Regions from separate parts of the Pan troglodytes genome. Here region 1 is linked to region 2. Evidence: chromatin contacts called from public Hi-C data. All regions are on one chromosome and are shown on one strand. Each heading gives the region's core, a stretch centred on a gene start, on an enhancer-like site or on the middle of the called end of the contact. The rest is flanking DNA. Distances are from core to core; before and after follow the strand shown. Region 1 overlaps SLC39A13 (solute carrier family 39 member 13). Region 2 holds the start of ARFGAP2 (ADP ribosylation factor GTPase activating protein 2).

Region 1 (6,294 bases), core at 3,289-5,788, 240 kb before region 2:
GCCCTGGACGGGTTAGGTTAGGCTTCCAGGGGGTAGAGGAGGGGAGGGCTCTGCCTAAGCTGTGCCCTCACCAGCATCTCGGGCTTCCTGTGCCCTAGCTTTGACAGTGAGAAGGCTGGGGACCGGGAGGTGCAGAGGACAATGCTGGAACTTCTGAACCAGCTGGATGGCTTCCAGCCCAACACCCAAGTTAAGGTGAGTATTAGCACTCCCAGGCAAAGATGATGAGGCTCAGAGGTCAGGAGCTGTCAGGCCCCCAGCTAGCGAGTGGTGGAGCTGGAATGAGAATTGGGATCTGTCTTTAACATCCCATGTGTCTTACCTGCACTCTGGGGGCTGCCTCTCTGCCTTTTTTGACCGTGTCTGCCCATCTGTGAACACCTTGCTCCTTTCAAGTTGTGGCTTCTCTTCCTCAGGTAATTGCAGCCACAAACAGGGTGGACATCCTGGACCCCGCCCTCCTCCGCTCGGGCCGCCTGGACCGCAAGATAGAGTTCCCGATGCCCAATGAGGAGGCCCGGGCCAGAATCATGCAGATCCACTCCCGAAAGATGAATGTCAGGTGAGCAGGAGCACGGGCAGGGCACAGAGACCTGAACAGGCGCAGGAGGATGTCTCTGCCATGCTTCTCTGTACTGATCTTCCCCAGCCTCCACGACCACCACCTCCCAGGCCCCAGGCACACACAGCACCGTTCCACACGCCAGCCTCCGTTTCTCCTCAGTTGTGTGATGTAGCGTCTTGCCAGGGCCCATGTCGTAATTCTGGGTGCTCTGCTCCTTAGACTCCACCCCTCATCTGAAGGCACAGAGGCTGGAGGCACTTAGTTTCCTGGCCTCACACCTCAGCCCATTAACACACGCCAGGAATGGCCGGGACCAGATGGACTTGAGTTCAGATATGTATGACTCTCAGCAGGTGGCATGCCCTCTCTCAGCCTTACTTTTTTTTTTTTTTTAATTTTTGGAGACAGTGTCTCGCTCTGTCGCCCAGGCTGGAGTGCAGTGGCGCGATCTCGGCTCACTGCAAGCTCCGCCTCCTGGGTTCACGCCATTCTCCTGCCTCAACCTCCCGAGTAGCTGGGACTACAGGCGCCCGCCACCATACCCGGCTAATTTTTTGTATTTTTAGTAGAGATGAGGTTTCACCTTGTTAGCCAGAATGGTCTCGATTTCCTGACCTTGTGATCCGCCCACCTTGGCCTCCCAAAGTGCTGGGATTATAGGCATGAGCCACCACGCCCGGCCTCAGCCTCACTTTTCTTATTTGGGACTTGGGGATGATAGCACTGATTTCACAGGGTCGTGGTAAGGATTAGATGTGACAGTGTCAAGCGCAGTGCTGGGCACAGGATGAGGACAGTCAGTCCCTGGAGTCCCAGATGCAGATTTCTAGAAGGCCAGAGCTCAAGAGACCCTAGAAATAACCTGTTATAACCTGCATTAACTTCCTCCCTTCATCCCCCCCATCTTGTACTGAGAAGAAAACAAGGCGCATTGAGTAAGGGACTTGCCTCTGATCACAGGGCAACTTGACTTTGTTGCTTGACGGGGCTAGGGGAGGATATTTGGCCCCTCTGCCCATTCCGCATAAGCCACTGAGCCTGTGGTATCTGTCCTGTCCCCAGTCCTGACGTGAACTACGAGGAGCTGGCCCGCTGCACAGATGACTTCAATGGGGCCCAGTGCAAGGCTGTGTGTGTGGAGGCGGTGAGTGGTCAGCTGGGGTGGGTGCGTTGCTTTGTGCCTTCTTGCCCCCTCCCTGGACAGGATGGGGGCATTTGGCTGGTGGAGACGGCTGAGGGAAGAGGCCTGAGCCTCAGGGAGCCAGGGAAGGCATTCAGGCGTTCAGACTCTGTTTGTCCCGGCTGTAGGGCATGATCGCACTACGCAGGGGTGCCACGGAGCTCACCCACGAGGACTACATGGAAGGCATCCTGGAGGTGCAGGCCAAGAAGAAAGCCAACCTACAATACTACGCCTAGGGCACACAGGCCAGCCCCAGTCTCACGGCTGAAGTGCACAATAAAAGATGGTTTAGGGTCCCTGCCGCTGCTTGTCTGCCTTCCCTGGGCTCTGGCTGGAGGAGTGGGGGCATGTGCGGGAGGCACCTTCCCCAGGTGCTGACACCTGGAAACCCGGAGACAGCCGTGGGCCCCACACCACTGGTCAGGATGAGGCTTTCTGGGGCTGTGTGTGGTGCTGCAGCTGCTGCCTGGGCCTTCAGGCCCCTCAGAGCCTTCTCTCCCCGAGCACCACTCTGCTCTGAGCTTTCAGAGGCTCATGGCCCTGCAGTTCCTGCACAGAGGACCTGGATAGAAGCCACCCTTTCACTTTCGGCATTTTGGTATCTGGCACTAGTCCTTGCCTCCTGGTAAAGCCAGGCTTGGGTTCAGGCTTTCAGCATCCTCCCTTGTTTCCTGGCCCTTGGGCCCCCTTTTCTCCAGATGCCCCCTTAGCTCTTTCTCTCCCTATCTTTGGCCAAAAACTGAGCCTGAACAGGATCCACTGGGAGCCCCTCTAGGACTGGTCTGTCACGCTGTGCTCCCATCCCCCAATTCTGCCATCTCTTCACTCCAGCTGGCCCCTTGCCTTCCCTGGGTGGCCCTGCTTGGCTTCCCACTGACTCCCCAGCCCCTGCCTCAGGAGTCCAGCAGCACAACCCCTGAAGTGCTTCTGTTTCTGTCCCCTACCCTGGACTTGGCCGCCGCAGTCCTCCATTCCTGTTCTCTCTTCTAACCGGACAGGGCATTTGCTCCTGACCATGACACCCAAGTTCCCCCACAGGGACCACACCCACCCTGCTTTGGCTTCCTCATCTCTAAAATGGGGCCCCCGGCCTCTTCCAGTGGCTGTGATGCTCGCACGCACTGTCTGCCATCCAGCAGGGCTTGGCACCCCAGCTAGCAGCCCTGAGCACCTGCATAGGTGAGGGGGGCAGCCGGCTGGGACGGCCATGGCTCATTCCTTGGATCTGAGGCCAAGAGTCAATGGGTCCTTGAGACAGTTATCTTACGGGATGTGTTGCAGCTAGGTGAAGCAAATACTATGTTGTTTTAAAATGTTTTGCTGATAGAAATACTGAGAGCCAAGCACTCCCAGCTAAGGACGTCACTGGGGTTTCACACCCCCCTCTCCCACGCTCCATGACACTGCCCAGACTGCAGATCCCAGCCAGTGGGCTATTGACGGTGGTCCTGGCTGGCCTGGGAGGGAAGAGGTGGACTGGACACCCCCACCCCCATTCTCTTGACAGGACTGGGGAAGGGGCGCCCTGTGCCTGGTGTTCTCATACTCCACACATTCAGAAGGGAGGGTGTGTGGTTTTGAATAAGGGTCCCATATTCTTTTTTCTTCTTTTCTCTTTCTTTTTTATTTATTTATTTTTTAGATGGAGTCTTGCTCTGTCACCCGGGCTGGAGTGCAGTGGTGTGATCTCAGCTCACTGCAGCCTCCGCCTCTGGGTTCAAGCAATTCTGCCTCAGCTTCCTGAGTAGGTGAGATTACAGGCACGTGCCACCGCGCCTGGCTAATTTTTGTATTTTTAGTAGAGACGGGGTTTCACCATATTGGCCAGGCTGGTCTCGAACTGCTGACCTCGCGATCCCCCTACCTTGGCCTCCCAAAGTTCTGGCATTACAGGCGTGAGCCACCACACCCGGCCTTTCTTTTTTAAGCGAATGAGAGCTTAATTTCACTGAGGCCAAACCTGGAGATGACTTTGTGGCTGGAGCTCCCTTCCCTGATTACATTTTCAGTCAAGGTGGAATGGGGGGCAGGTGGGGAAAATGCTCCAGCTTTCAGGTCTATAAGGACAGCACTAACTGGGCACGGTGGCTCACACCTGTAAGCCCAGCACTTTGGGAGGCTGAGGCGGGCAGATCACAAGTTCAGGAGTTTAAGACCAGCCTGGCCAATATGGCAAAACCCTATCTCTACTTTTAAAAAAAAGCCAGGGGTGGTGGCACACACCTGTAAATCCCAGCTACTTGGGAGGTTGAGGCAGGAGAATTGCTTGAACCCAGGAGGCGGAGGTTGCAGTGAGCCAAGACCGCACCACTGCACTCCAGCGTGGGTGACAGAGTGAGACTCCTCTGTCTCAAAAAAAAAAAAAAAGATAAGGACAGCGTCCTGGAGTTTGTGGTGGTGAGGGGCTAAAATGGCATACGGCCAGGCTCGTATAGGTGCTCAGTCATTGGAATAAAAAGTTAAGCCAGGAAGACATGGAATGTTCAGAGATGCACTGGGGTGACAGTTCAGAGACAAGGGCCTGGCAGTGGCAGTAAGGAAGGCCCTGCCTGGCCATGGAAGGCCGTGCAGAACCAAGGCAGCCAGTATGTGGATAATATTTATTTGTATCTTATCTATAGAACAAATATTTACAGATACAAACGGAATCACAGCAAAGTTGCTATAAAACCATCCAGACCTCTCGATGGCCACTTCTGAAAACATCCACGGTGAAGGGCAGGGCCAGGCCTGGCTGTGGAGTGGGCCAGCTGAGTACCTGGGCGTCAGCCAAGGGAAATGGTTGGGGATTATGGCTTCAGCACTCTGCCGGAGCACATTCCTGAGCGCTGACAACGTGGAGCCCTCACCGCCCCCACCTACCCCAACCTCAATGGGGAAGGAGAGGGGCCTGAGCTGGGGAGGGCTGCCCGGGCTCACTATGTGCCTGCTCCAGGAGTCCCTGGCCCCTGTGCTGGCAGGAGCATCCCTGAGCTGGACCGGGAGGCCTCTCTGGCCTGGGGCTGCTCCCTGCCCGGCAGGCTGCTGTTTGGCAGCTGGAGGTGGCAAGAGCTGCTGGTGCTGCCAGGGCGTGTTGGCCAGGAATGAGCTCCCAGGGCAGCCCTGAGGAAAGGGTCTTAGGAAGCGCCTCCCAGCTCACTACTAGGAGCTGGGGACTGTCAGTGCTGAGTGGGGCTGGGGTACAGGAGCACCTGCCTCTCCTTTCTTTGGCTTAGAAGTGGGGAAGGAAGGGCCAGGAAAAGGGACCAAAGCCGCCCCAGCCTTGGCCCCTAGGCCACCTGGGGACTGTGTGTGTGCTGAGGGGGCAGTGGGAGGTGGGCAGCTCTGGAGTTCCCTGCACCCTGGGATCCTTGGGCTGCTCTCACTCCCGGGGTCCCAGCAGGGCAAGGCCTCTGCTTGGGACCAGTGCTGCTGTTCCTCGCTGCTTACTCCGGGAGGTGAAGGTGACAGGGCGGCACGGAGAGGTAACCACAGCATGGCTGGGGACAGGCGCTACACTGGGCCCCGGACCCAGCACAGGGATCACAGTGTCGGTCTCACACACACGCCTCTGGCCACATGTGCACACCACATACATCCACACGCACCTCCCTCCTGTCTGGCGGGAGGCTCATTCTCTCTCGCAGCCACTCGCCCTCTCTGCCTCTCACATATGCGGTCACAGAGTGAATCCGAGCATCTTATTGCTGCAGGGGGCAGGGGCGTCGGCATCAGGGAAAGTTAATCCACGAAGAGCGAGAACAGCACCATTACCACGATGCCCGCACAGAGCAGAAGCAGCTGCTGCAGGGAGCGCCTGTGGGGAGGGAACGGCTCACGGTGGAGGCATGGGCAGGGGGAGCAGGCAGCGGCCAGGAGCCCTTCCCTCCTGAGCCCCTAAGGGTCCTGTGAGTGGCAGTCCTCTTCCTCCAACAGGTCACTCACCACGGGTCCTCTTCTTCCAAGAGGTCAGGGAGCACGTTCACCAAGGCGATGTAGAGAAAGCCGCCAGAGGTGAAGGGCAGGACCCAGGCTGCCGTCTCCTCTGCAGCGGGAGAACACCCAACTGGGTACCCACGGCACTGTGTGTGCTCCCCACCTCCCAGGCCTGGGGACCAGCGGTGAGGTAGCCACACCCTTTGGCTGGTGCCCCTCTGCTGATGCCACCCGCCACAACCACCCGCCACGCCCGTACCTACTCCCTTGGGGGACTGGGTACAGATGGCGAAGCCGGCACCCAGTAGGCCCCCCAGCGCTGTTGAGAGTTGCAGCTTGGCTGCGCTCCATCGGTCAAAGCCGGCCCGGAGCAGGATGGCAAAGTCGCCCACCTGAAGGGAGGTCCAGAGGTTCACCCTGCGCCCCAGCGGGGCCTGATGCCCTGAGTGCTCAGGTACGATATACACACTGAGCCCCCTGCCCTTCCCCACCCTTCCCCTGGGACCCCCATCCTGAGTATGGCGGAGATGGCAGCTGCAGGCTGCTGGGGTGAGGAGCTCCAGCCCTCACAGCCCAGCCCCAGAGTGCCATGCTGGACAGGCCCAGCCCCACACCCTCCTGAGCTCCACAC
Region 2 (6,523 bases), core at 3,826-6,325:
GAAGATCCTCCTGGTCATCCTCATGGCTGTGGTGTTATTAAAGTTTATAAAGGATGCTCATGAGTTACTTTGATAGTTCCAACAACCCTGTGGAGATGGTTGTTTTACCCATTTTCTTTCCTTTCCTTCTTTTTTTTTTTTTGAGACGTTTTGCACTTGTTGCCCATGCTGGAGTGCAGTGACATGATGTTGGCTCACTGCAACCTCCGCCTCTCAAGTGGTTCTGCTTCAGCCTCCCAAGTAGCTGGGATTACAGGCACGCACCACCACGCCTGGCTAATTTTGTATTTTTAGTAAAGACGGGGTTTTACCATGTTGGCCAGGCTGGTCTCAAACTCCTGACCTCAGGTAATCCATCCACCTCAGCCTCCCCAAGTGCTGGGATTACAGGCGTGAGCCACTGCATCTGGCCTTCTTTCCTTTGTTTATTATTTATTTATTTTGAGACAGGGTCTCACTGTGTCACCAGGCTGGAGTGCAGTGGTACAATCATGGATCACTGCAACCTCCCTCTCCCAGGCTCAACTGATCCTCCCACCTCAGCCTCCTGAATAGCTGGGACCACAATAGCTGGGATCACAGGCATGGACCACCACACTTGGCTAATTTTTGTATTTTTTGTAGAGATAGGGTTTTGCTATGTTGCTCAGACTGGTTTTGAACCCCTGGGCTCTAGCGGTCCTTTCTCCTTGGCCTCCCAAAGTGCTGAGATTACAGGCGTGAGCCACCGTGCCCGGCCTGGATTACAGGCATGAGCCACCGCGCCTGGGCCTGTTTTATGCATTTTCTAGAGGAGAAACTGGAAGCTCAGGGAGGCTAAGGGACTTGCCTAAAGGCACACAGCTAGGAAGTGCTGAAGGTTGAGCCCAGGCCCTCTGACTGGGAGCATGGATCTTTCCACCCTGCAAGCTGTCTTCCTCGAGGGCACACACAGGCTCTTCCTTTGAGGCAATGGAGTGTAGTGTTTACACAACAGATGGGTTTGAATCTCAGCTCCTCTTTTTTTTCTTTTTTTTTGAGATAGAGTCTCGCTCTGTCACCTAGGCTGGAGTACAGCGGCGTGATCTCAGCTCACTGCAGTCTCCCCCTCTTGGGTTCAAGTGATTTTCCTGTCTCAGCCTCCCAAGTAGCTGGGACTACAGGCGCCCGCCACCATGCCCAGCTAATTTTTTGTAGTTTTAGTAGAGACAGGGTTTCACCGTGTTAGCCAGGATGGTCTCGATCTCCTGACCTTGTGATCCACCCGCCTTGGCCTCCCAAAGTGCTGGGATTACAGGAGTGAGCCACTGTGCCCGGCCCTCAGCTCCTGTTGTAGCCATAATGCTTTGGGCGAGTTCACATCTCTGGTCCTTGGTGTTTTGCCTGTTCAATGTTGGCAATGTCGCTGTCCTCACGATGGTGGCTGAGACAAGGATTCAGTGAGATAAGGCACATGGTCCTCATTCAATAAGCCCAGCTGACAGGGTTGTCATTCACCTTTGCACCCCATGCACATACCCCATGCCTCCATGCCTCGCACCCAGTGAGAGGGGCTAGGCTCATTTTGGGTGGTACCCAGGCCTGGCCTAAGCCCTGTCCCTCCCTGCAGGCCCCCAGTATGGCACACTGGAGAAGGCCTGGCATGCCTTTTTCACGGCGGCTGAGCGGCTGAGCGCGCTGCACCTGGAGGTGCGGGAGAAGCTGCAAGGGCAGGACAGTGAGCGGGTGCGCGCCTGGCAGCGGGGGGCTTTCCACCGGCCTGTGCTGGGCGGCTTCCGCGAGAGCCGGGCGGCCGAGGACGGCTTCCGCAAGGCCCAGAAGCCCTGGCTGAAGAGGCTGAAGGAGGTGAGGCTGGGTGGGGGAGGTATCCGAGACAGGCTCCTTCCTGGTTGTTTGCAAGGGATAGAGGGGGCCAAGGTGTGGCATCCAGGGTCCAGAGTGGTCTCCATGCATGCCAGGTTGAGGCTTCCAAGAAAAGCTACCACGCAGCCCGGAAGGATGAGAAGACCGCCCAGACGAGGGAGAGCCACGCGAAGGCAGACAGCGCCGTCTCCCAGGAGCAGCTGCGCAAACTGCAGGAACGGGTGGAACGCTGTGCCAAGGAGGCCGAGAAGGTACAGGCCACAGGTCCCAGCCCTGGCCCCCGCCCAGGGCACGGCTTCCTGAATGAATCTTGCTCCCTGAACATCTTGTCCAGTCCCCAGCACCCTTATTACCCTATTCCTCACCTGCCACCCTCTCTCCAGATGATCATTTAAAGGAGGAACCTGACAAAAGGTGATGCTTTACTAGGGAAAGAAATGGAGTTTCAGGCACTGGGATGACTTCAGCAGTTGAGAACTTCCAGCTCTTTTCCTTGCACAGTACCCTTTGCCCGAAGTGTCCTTTCCTGCAGCTCTGGATATGCAAATCCTCCCCATCCTGAGATGCTGCAGTTTCCACCTCCTCCAGGAAGCCTTTTCTGATTTCTCCCATCCTTTCCTGTAGGTTGACCTCATTTCAGTCCTCACCAGACTCTTTTATCTGCTGTGCCTGATGTCACCTCCCTTGTTAGGCTGCTGGGGTCCTTGAGGGCAGGAGCTGGGTCTTGGGACTGATTGCCCCTAGTGGCTAGCCCTGGGTCTAGCAGCCTATGGCAGTGTCTGGTAAACACTGGTGGAGTCCTGGGTGGAAGAAGGTCTGGTTCTCACCAGGTCCCTCCTCTCCCACCCAGACAAAAGCTCAGTATGAGCAGACACTGGCAGAGCTGCATCGCTACACTCCACGCTACATGGAGGACATGGAACAGGCCTTTGAGACCTGCCAGGCCGCCGAGCGCCAGCGGCTTCTTTTCTTCAAGGATATGCTGCTCACCTTACACCAGCACCTGGACCTTTCCAGCAGTGAGAAGTATGAACTGCCCGGTGGGCATGGAGATCTGGGGTAGTACTGGGTCTCCTCCATCTCCCCTAGGCCCTGGCTGGGACTGAGGGATGCAGGGTCTAGACTTCCTAGACTGAGGGGTGTGCCTTGGGTCATAGGTTCCATGAACTCCACCGCGACTTGCACCAGGGCATTGAGGCAGCCAGTGACGAAGAGGATCTGCGCTGGTGGCGCAGCACCCACGGGCCAGGCATGGCTATGAACTGGCCACAGTTCGAGGCATGTGTTCCAGGCGGGGTGGGGATGGGAGGTGGGATGGGCTCCCACTCAGCTTGGCCGGGGCTAGGGATGAAGTAAGTGAAGGTGGTTCAGATGGCCCCACCTGACTGTAAGCACTGTCCCCACAGGAGTGGTCCTTGGACACACAGAGGACAATCAGCCGGAAAGAGAAGGGTGGCCGGAGCCCTGATGAGGTTACCCTGACCAGCATTGTGCCTACAAGAGATGGCACCGCACCCCCACCCCAGTCCCCGGGGTCCCCAGGGTGAGAGCCAGGAGCGCGGCTGTGGCAAAGAAACAGCTCTGCCTCCCGCCCTCCTTTCCTTTCTCCTTGGTTTCATTTCTTTCACACCTGAAATGGGTTGAAAATTGGTGCCAGGGACCTGAGGGCCTACTTAGTTGTAATGATACTGGTTCTCATAGTGGTTTAGATTTGCTGGGCATTTCCCACGTTCCCTCTCGTTTATGCCTTAAATCAGCTGCGTGTGGCAGGAATTGCCTCTTTGCTCACAGTCGGGCATGGCGAGGTAGAGCTAGAATCTTTAGTACCTCACCTGACTCTCCCAGGTGCCTCTGGGGGTAGGGAGGCCTTTGCCCTGATCCTGGGTGAGATCTCCAGCCCCGTGTTCCTTGCACTCTGAGCTGCTCCCTTTGCCTCCCCTCTCCAGCACGGGGCAGGATGAGGAGTGGTCAGATGAAGAGAGTCCCCGGAAGGCTGCCACCGGGGTTCGGGTGAGGGCACTCTATGACTACGCTGGCCAGGAAGCTGATGAGCTGAGCTTCCGAGCAGGTACCCTGGGACCCCTTTCCTAGCTTCGGCCTCTGCCTTATCTGCCTGAGCAGGGGTGTCAGAAAGGGAAGCCAAATACCCACTTCTTAAGGGCCAGTCCTCTGTCCCTTCAGCTGTTCCAGGTCCAGATAGCTGGTGCCTGGTGGCTGCATTCAGGGTCTGGGGTGGGGCAGCTTGCTGACCTTGACCTGCCTCTGCCTGAGCCATGTCTTTGCTAGCTGGGCTCTGGGACCACACCATCCCCCTCAGTCCTTGACCCAGTTGCAGGAACAGGGCCTGGGCCAGGGCCACTGGCAGTGACCAATCCCCTTTCCCCCAGGGGAGGAGCTGCTGAAGATGAGTGAGGAGGACGAGCAGGGCTGGTGCCAAGGCCAGTTGCAGAGTGGCCGCATTGGCCTGTACCCTGCCAACTACGTGGAGTGTGTGGGCGCCTGAGTGTCCTGACAGCCCTTCTGCGACGTTTACCCACCCTGGGTCAGAGCCCAGCTTCTCCTGGAGAGCCGGACCCTCAGGGCCCTGAACCGTCGCTCTCCGGCTGCTCCTCTGTCCCTTGAGGGAGGAAGTCCTGGGACCCAGGGAGGGGAGGGGCCTTTGTCTAGGGAAGGGACTGGTAGGGAAGGGACGAGTCTAGGCTGAGGGCAAGATGGGAGGTCAGAGGTGACAGAAGCGTTCAGGGGTGCCTGGGCCTCCCCAGGAGCTGTGGACTCAGTTCCTGACCTCTGCTTTGGGGTTCCTGGGGTGGGCTTGGGGTGAGTGTAGTTCCGGCCTGCAGCACCCTCTTGCGGCTTGTTCTAGCGTGTATTAAAACTTGACACACACCCACACACAAAAACAAAAACACCACTGTCGGGCTCATGTGCATTTTTTTGATAGGACACCCTTGCCAGGCCACCAGAGGGCATCTAGAGAGAGGCCTAGCGTCTGTTATGGGGCCGGGGTTGGAAAAGGGTTTGCCTGCTTGGTACCTGCTCTGGAACTTCGAGATACTAATCTGGAGTGGAGGGGACTCGCTGTCAGGCTTGCTGTGAGCCGAGAACGGCTGAAGGCTGGGCGAGACGCGGGCCAATGCGTCTGCCCGTTCGGGCCGGAGGGACGAGGAGTGTTTGGGCAGCCTAATTCTTATTCATCGATCTGTAATTGGCTGGAGTGGGGGTCCCCGCCCCCAGCCTCCCGCAGCCTGCGCGGCGTGGGTGCGACTCCACCTGGGGGTTGCGGCGTGGGAGGGGCGGGGGGAAGGGTACTACGCGCGCGAGGAGGTTTGGGCCGGTCCGCGCGCCGTCGCCCCGCCCCGGCTGCGGATTGGCCCGGCGCGGCGTTGATTCTTGCGGCCGCGGTTGTCGTCGCCGCCCCCGTCCCGCCGGCTGCCCATTGGTCCAGATCGGACTCCAATCACCCCACCCCTCGGCTGGCCCGGGCACCGCTGAGGCCGGCCTTGTGAGCCCGCCCTCCCCGCCGTGGATTGGCCCGCGGCGGGACCCGTCAGCCGCGGTTCTGTCTGGGAAGGAGAGAAAATGGCGGCGGAGCCGAACAAGACCGAAATCCAGACTCTTTTTAAGAGGCTTCGCGCAGTTCCAACCAACAAGGTGCGTGAGCAGGGGGGGCGCGGAGTCTCTCGTCCCGCTGGGGCCTGAGGGAGGGAGAAGGGCGGAGGTGGGTTGTGTTTCTGGGGTGTAGGTGCCTGGCCTTTACTCGGGGCCCCTGACCATTCGCTCATCGCCTCCTCCACCCAGGCCTGTTTCGACTGCGGCGCCAAGAATCCGAGTTGGGCCAGCATCACGTACGGTGTTTTCTTGTGCATTGACTGTTCCGGGGTGCACCGCTCCCTGGGCGTCCATCTGAGCTTCATCAGGTAGGCTCTCCGCGCGGTTGCCGTGTTTCCACCCGGCCGGCCAGGGCTGTCTGGGCAACAAGGGAGAGTGGCTGCCTCGACTTGGGCCGCTCTGAATTCGGTGGGAAGCCTCTGGGCCGAGAGGGTCCGGTAGCCTCCTGCCAGAGAGAACCACCTGTGTGGGCCCTTTGGCACATGGGCGGTCCGTCTCCGCCTCTGGGCCAAAACTTCCTCTTTTTTGACGGTCAGGCTTGAGACTCTGAGCGTTAGTTGGGGGGAAAGGGAGGCATTGACCTTGTTGTTGCTGATATGTTGTTAGCCCAGTATGTCTCTAGTGAGACTGTGACCATCCATTAGGGGAAAGCCAAATCCAGGCGTGCGTGCCTGAGAATGTGACTTCCTTTCGGATCTGGGGACATAATTAGTACTCTTTGGAGTAAATGAACGAAGAGGAGAGTTTTCATGGACAGGGTAGTGTGGAGGAAATGGGGTGATGGCTGATTAATGTTTCCTGGGTGCCTACAGCAGCCTGAGGCCAAGTGACAGGTATCGGGTTGCCAGGGAAATCCTGCTGGTATCTGCTAGTGGGTGAGACGCAGCCCTTGTACACAGGTCCACAGAGTTGGATTCCAACTGGAACTGGTTCCAGCTGAGGTGTATGCAGGTCGGCGGGAATGCCAATGCGGTAAAGCTCCTTCTACTTCCCTCACCTTCCATTCTTCTGCCTGGGTACTAACTTTGCACGACTCCCTAAGAGGCCCTGTCGTTTTCCCTGTTCAGAGGGT

What was found. A called contact is a pair of places that touch in the nucleus more often than the background predicts.
Region 1: a contact with region 2 is called in a Hi-C map of induced pluripotent stem cells, with 2.2 times the contacts expected there. The contact joins the enhancer-like site here to the promoter of ARFGAP2 in region 2. A contact is called at or near these places in 1 of 7 Hi-C or Micro-C datasets (induced pluripotent stem cells) and 1 of 1 datasets of contacts at active chromatin or transcription factors (stem cell-derived excitatory neurons).

The regions. Positions count from the first base shown.
Region 1 is chr9:51,430,560-51,436,853 of NHGRI_mPanTro3-v2.0_pri, reverse strand. SLC39A13 (solute carrier family 39 member 13) reads right to left here. Exons shown (of 10, transcript XM_054661353.2): 8 at 5,923-6,055; 9 at 5,673-5,772; 10 at 4,335-5,544. The coding sequence ends at 5,469. PSMC3 (proteasome 26S subunit, ATPase 3) reads left to right here. Exons shown (of 12, transcript XM_508413.8): 9 at 99-195; 10 at 417-562; 11 at 1,628-1,709; 12 at 1,874-2,044. The coding sequence ends at 1,984. Among named protein-coding and RNA genes, the nearest start is that of PSMC3, 8.8 kb to the left of the region's middle. Within about 2 kb of position 4,538, at least 10 of the 24 cell types and tissues checked have an H3K27ac peak or open chromatin away from gene starts, as enhancers often do. A contact at or near this core is called in induced pluripotent stem cells, where this site is marked.
Region 2 is chr9:51,188,677-51,195,199 of NHGRI_mPanTro3-v2.0_pri, reverse strand. ARFGAP2 (ADP ribosylation factor GTPase activating protein 2) reads left to right here and starts at 5,075. Exons shown (of 16, transcript XM_001166418.6): 1 at 5,075-5,493; 2 at 5,641-5,759; 3 at 6,351-6,423. The coding sequence starts at 5,422. It overlaps PACSIN3 (protein kinase C and casein kinase substrate in neurons 3), which reads left to right. Exons shown (of 11, transcript XM_054661293.2): 5 at 1,589-1,824; 6 at 1,938-2,093; 7 at 2,693-2,868; 8 at 3,000-3,120; 9 at 3,249-3,385; 10 at 3,789-3,910; 11 at 4,230-4,753. The coding sequence ends at 4,345.